Regions from separate parts of the Mus musculus genome. Here region 1 is linked to region 2. Evidence: chromatin contacts called from public HiChIP or PLAC-seq data. All regions are on one chromosome and are shown on one strand. Each heading gives the region's core, a stretch centred on a gene start, on an enhancer-like site or on the middle of the called end of the contact. The rest is flanking DNA. Distances are from core to core; before and after follow the strand shown.

What was found. HiChIP or PLAC-seq counts read pairs in DNA pulled down with a chosen protein or histone mark.
Region 1: a contact with region 2 is called in an HNF4G HiChIP or PLAC-seq map of pancreatic cancer cells. The contact joins two enhancer-like sites. A contact is called at or near these places in 2 of 39 promoter capture datasets (both in the HPC-7 cell line) and 1 of 115 datasets of contacts at active chromatin or transcription factors (pancreatic cancer cells).

What each region holds. Positions count from the first base shown.
Region 1 is chr17:12,722,948-12,725,849 of GRCm38.p6, reverse strand. It overlaps Igf2r (insulin-like growth factor 2 receptor), which reads left to right. Exons shown (of 48, transcript NM_010515.2): 10 at 432-535. Among named protein-coding and RNA genes, the nearest start is that of Airn, 17 kb to the left of the region's middle. Within about 2 kb of position 1,324, at least 149 of the 459 cell types and tissues checked have an H3K27ac peak or open chromatin away from gene starts, as enhancers often do. A contact at or near this core is called in pancreatic cancer cells, where this site is marked.
Region 2 is chr17:12,362,797-12,365,496 of GRCm38.p6, reverse strand. All of the region lies in intron 1 of Gm41527 (a long non-coding RNA gene), which reads left to right. Among named protein-coding and RNA genes, the nearest start is that of Gm41527, 6.2 kb to the left of the region's middle. Within about 2 kb of position 1,271, at least 91 of the 459 cell types and tissues checked have an H3K27ac peak or open chromatin away from gene starts, as enhancers often do. A contact at or near this core is called in pancreatic cancer cells, where this site is marked.

The DNA of each region.
Region 1 (2,902 bases), core at 75-2,574, 360 kb before region 2:
TTTAAAAAGCTAAAACCCTACTGTAATTCTTAGAACCTTAAGCTGCTAGTTGGCTTCACAAAACTAGGAACAAGAGACAGTTTTCTGAAATTGAGTCTTAGACCAAATCTTGTAGATGGTGGTTTTGGACGTTGCTAGCCAGGCTGTCTGACTGGCATTATTTATGTTGTATAAAGTCCCAGAGTGACAGCAAGAGCAGCTCTGCTTGCCAGCAGAGTGGCTGCCTTCCCTCCAGGCCGTTACTTTACAGCAAGGCCAGCAGCCTGAGCATTTGGAACTCATTTCCGCAGGGTGCTGCCCAGCTGGCTACGGAGCCTGCTGTTTTATGTCAGTAGTGATTTGTGGGTGGTATGCAAAAGGCTTAACAAAGCAGTTTTTTAAACTTCAAATTTTTTCTTGGTTCTATAAAACACTGTATGTTCACAACCTAGGTACTCAGATGGAGACCTCACCCTCATCTATTCTGGAGGTGATGAGTGTAGCTCTGGCTTCCAGAGGATGAGTGTCATAAACTTTGAGTGCAACAAAACTGCAGGTGAGTGTGTGTGTGTGTGTGAGTGTGTGCTGCCCACCCCTGCTTTGTGTGTGTGTGCACTGCCCACCCCTGCTTTGTGTTAGTGGCTTGTGTGTGTACCCAGGTGTCTTCCTGGAAGTGGGGTGCTGAGTAGGGAGTGAGTTGGCTGCCTTTGGGCCTGGCCACCTTCAGTCCTCAGGGTTTTCTGTTGCAGTAATCCTCTCCCTTCTCTTCCCCTCCAGGATGCATACATACATCCTGTTTCCATCTTTCTCTGCTCTCCATGTTTGTTTTGGGAATCTGCCCAGCCCTGGGTTTGCTGGGAGAGTCTGTGTCTTGGACTCTGCTTCAGGCACACTCAGCAGAGGAGGGAGGCCCGGTGGAGGCGGCTTTGGCTTCAACCAGCAGCTTCAAGTGTGTCCACCTTCTCATTTAACAATCTTTTCAGAGTGATGGAGTGGTAGAGTTTGAATTTGGAAATCTTGGGATGTTACTGGAAGAGTCCAAGCTGAGGTCATGCCTTCCTTTGGGTGACTAGAAGCACCCCTGAGTCACTGGCTTGTCTACTTTTCATGTCCTGATATTAGGTATTCCTGGCACCTGTAGAGGGATGATAAAGTTAGAGATCTGTCTTGTTTAAGCTCCTTTGGCTCTGTCTCAGGCACCCCTGGCTGACTTGCTTCTGCACTAGGCTCTCATCCTGTGGCTGGGCCTGGTTTCCATTTTCATTTGTATGCAATTGGCCCAAGCTCTCATTGCCTGTTGCCCTTGAGTGTGTTTGTTTTGTATGTTTCTATGGTCAACCTTGGACGATTTGATCATGGTCCAGTTCCTGTGTGATTCATAGTAGGATCTGGAAGCAACCACTGTGCCTAGAGTTAAGTTCTCACAAACTTGCTAGTTTTTAAGCAGAGGGTAGGTTAGGAGCTGGACTAGGGGGCTCTGAACCACAAGACTCAGAGGACCCTGAGGGCTGTGGCTTACTGGGGCCTTCTTTTTCCATTGACTCTTTCTTATCACTTACAGAGCTTGCATGCTTTCATGCCTGTTTGCTAAGGCACTCTCCACAGGGTCCTGATGGTGACAGATGGCTCCCTGGGAGTTCACAGGCTAGAAACAGAGATAAGGGTTTTTATGGCTGAGCACAGGGTATAGTGCTAAGGCAGAAACACTGACTGCAGAGTTTTGTTATCTGGAGTTCTAGGTCATTCAGGTCAGTGTGGTTGTGGACAGGGGGAGCTGGTACTGGGGTAGCCAAGGGACAGATGGCCAGAGGAGATGTTGCTTTAGCTGCCCGATGGTGAAGCGCGTGTACTGTAGGGAAGCTCACTCCCATCTTCCGTAGGGTGAAGCCATCTCTGTATGGCTGTAATGTGCCCCTGGCTGAGTGAGAAAATAGACTTTTTGTTGGGTGCCTCTCCACACCCACATCCAGTTTCCTTCTGCTCACTTCTTTGGAATGGGCCTTAGGCGACTTGCTTGGAATTCTGGATCCTGTTCTGTCCCTGGGCCACAAAGCCTGCTGTTGCTTCTGTGTCCTCAGCCAGCGGACACCAGGCTGGGTGCTAGCTTCTCTGATCTGGTCTCTCTTGCTGCTTGAGTCACTGTCAGGTGCTGTGACTCCCCAAGTCTTTTCTGCCTCAACTTTGCTTCCTGTAGTCTTGCTCAGGGCTTTTACTAAAGCTTGAGCTGAGGGCTCGTTTTGGGACGCTGGGAAGGTGGATTGATAAACCAGGAGAGGACAGGTCAGAGGATAGAAGATTGATAGACTTATTTATTGTTGAGACCATGACAACGTGGAACTAAAGTCCACTGAGTTAAGATTGGAATTTAATGCAAAAGCCTTTTGTTTTTCATCTTAACTTTTTATTACAAAAGTTTTCAGATATGCAAGTAGGAAGAACATTATAATGAAGTTTATACAGTTGTCTCTATAACCGTGGTTCTCAACCTGTGTGTCATGACCCTTTCACAAGCGTCACACATCAGTACCCTGCAGAGCAGATATTTACATTACAGTCATAACAGCAGCAAAATTACAGTTACAAAGTAGCAACGGAATAATTTTATGGTTGGGGTCAGAACATGAGGAACTGTATTAAGGAGTAACAGCATTAGGAAGGTTGAGAACCATGGCTCTAAAACAATCATTAATGTTTTTCCACATTTGTTTTGCTTTAACTGTTACTGTCTGGCTCATATTCCACTTGGGATGAGTTTGCTTTTGGTCGTCCAATCCTAGTGATTTAGTTCAAGACTTTATAGAAATTACACTTGAGAACTCATTTGCTTTTGGCTATAAAACCTAATTTCCCCTTTCCTTAGAACATGAAACTGCTCAGACACACCTCAAAGATACAGGCAGACACATGGGAGGTGCAGCCGGCC
Region 2 (2,700 bases), core at 22-2,521:
ACATGTTTCATTCCCAGCATTCAATTTAGGGGCTCACATCTACCTGTTGCTCCAGCCCAGATGATCAGACACCTTCTTCTAGCCTTTTTGGCAGGTACCTGATCACACACACGTACACACCACATACAATTTAAAAACAAAACAAATCTTAAAATAAAAAAGAAAGAAAGAAAGAAAGAAAGAAAGGAAGGAAGGAAGGAAGAAAAGAAAAAAGTTCTTAATATCATGTAGTATGCTAGCTGTTTGTTAATACCCGCTGTATGTTACTATCCATGACTGTAATGTCACATAGTATCCTGGCTATATGTTACTATCCGTGACTATAATGTCACATAGTATCCTGGCTATCTGTTACTATCCATGACTGTAATGTCACATATTATCCTGGCTATATGTTACTATCCATGATTGTAATGTCACATAGTATCCTGGCTATATGTTACTATCCATGACTGTAATGTCACATATTATCCTGGCTATGTATTAACAGCCATGAGTGACCTCAGAATGTTTGTTATACTTGTTGCTACTGCTTCTTTGGCCAGGATCCCAATTCTTTTCTCATCTAGAATCATTCTATGCAACACAATTTTTTTCTCATTGTTATTTGGATTTTATTTCCCCTGTCATCGGAGATTTTATCTGCTAGCTTTCTCCTTGGTAGTGTGCTGCAAAATTACCCGCTCTGATCGGCTTTTTAACAATGTTCTCAAAAAAACCAAAAAAACAAAAAAAAACAAAAACAAACAAACAAAAAAAAAACAAAACCTCTATCCCTTCCAGTCACAAGCTCTACCCTCTCAAAGTCGCCAGTTTAAAGACTAAATGGAAGCAAGCCTAGGGCTAGGCCACCCATGGAGGATGAGGTCATGTGACTGCTATAGCATCTCTCTGCAAAGACTAAAGGAAACAGCAGGCACCACCAACTGCACGGCTGCTAGACACCATGCGTCTCCACACAAGCTGTCTAACGCCCACAGCCCACAGCATTTGCTGAACCCGGCGTGGCCACCAGGGTTTCAGAGAAAGGCAGAGAGAAGCCGAGACGCTGAAGGAGACTATAGCTGCTGCCCCACCCAGGATGGAGTTATACTCCTAACCCAAGGTCATCCCGAAATAGCATGGACCAACAATGCGCTTGCTCATCTCATAGTACAGCAGAGTACTATTTGCCCCCATGACCCAGTATCTAAGTGGGGTGTGATACAGCGAGTGAGAAAGTGCGGTGTCATCAGCCTGGGAAATGACTATGATTCAAAAGGCAGTTTCTACTGAATGAGTATCAAATTCACATCACCCTAGCTGCAAAACTGAAAGTAGATTGCTTGTGGTCAGGGAGTGTGTAGTGCCCATATTTCCCCTGCTTCTTACATCATAACCTGCCCGGACTGTTGTTTCCTAAGCACGAGTGCTCAGCAGATCATTCAATAGCCAAGCCTTTCTTTTGTGATCGTTAACAAACTGAATGATTGACACTTAGAGAAATTCTGTCATGTTATCTACAGGGCCGCCAACCACAGCCCCTGAATTCAAGCAACCATCTCTAAGAATAGGGGATCCTTGGGCAGGAGAGATGGCTCAACAATACTGGCTTCAGAAGCAAGAGAGCCAGAGTTCAGGTCCCAAAGCCTGTGTAAATGACAGGCGAGACATGGTGAGTCACTTCCAACTCCAGTCTCAGAAGCCAAAAGACAGGAGATCCCGGGCGCAAGCTGGCTAGCCAGACTGACCAACCCAGGAAGCTCTGGGTGTGAGTGAGAGACCTTGTGTGATGGTTTGTATATGCTTTGTCCAGGGAGTGGCACTATTAGGAAGTGTGGCCTTGTTGGAGTAGGTGTGACACTGTGGGTGTGGGCTTAAATACCCTAGTGCTAGCTGCCTGGAAGTGAGTCTTAAACTAGCAGCTTTCAGATGAAGATGTAGAACTCTCAGCTCCTCCTGTACCAAGCCTGCCTGGATGCTGCCTTGCTCCTGCCTTAATGATAATGGACTGAACCTCTGAACCTGTAAGCCAGCCCCAATTGAATGTTGTCTTTATAAGACTTGCCTTGGTCATGGTGTCTGTTCACAGAAGTAGAACTATGACTAAGACATCTTGATCAAAAAGCAAGGTGGGGAGCAGTTAAGGAAGCCTCCAGCCATTACTCTTGGGCCTCCAAACATGCTTTGTTTACATACACATGTGCTCCCACCCATATACAACACAGTCACACACATGCACAGATACACACTGTGTAAAAAAAAAAAACATATAAAGCATAGAGAAGCCTCCATGGTAGACTGAGGGTGGTGGCCTGAGGGGGCAGTCACTTCTTTCTTGGGACATCGCCCATTGAGGGTGGCTCTTCTCATTGATCCAGTAGTATAAGGAATGAATTGGTTGTGTTGAAATGAATGAATGAGCCTCCAACCTCTTCCAAGAATGTTAATTAACCTTGAGAAATACTCTGCCTTTAAAATTTTTACAGTAAGGGCCAAAAGTGGTTAAAAGGCACATTAGTTAATTTTCCATCGCGGTGACAAAATAGGTGAGGAAAACCCAACTTGATGGATTTGTTCTGACCCCAGGTTCAGAGGGTTGAGTCTGTGGCTGACTGGCTCCACTGAGCTCAGCTTGAGGGAAGGAAGGAAGGAAGGAAGGAAGGAAGGAAGGAAGGAAGGAAGGAAGGAAGGAAGGGCAGCAGTGGAGAGGCTAGATAG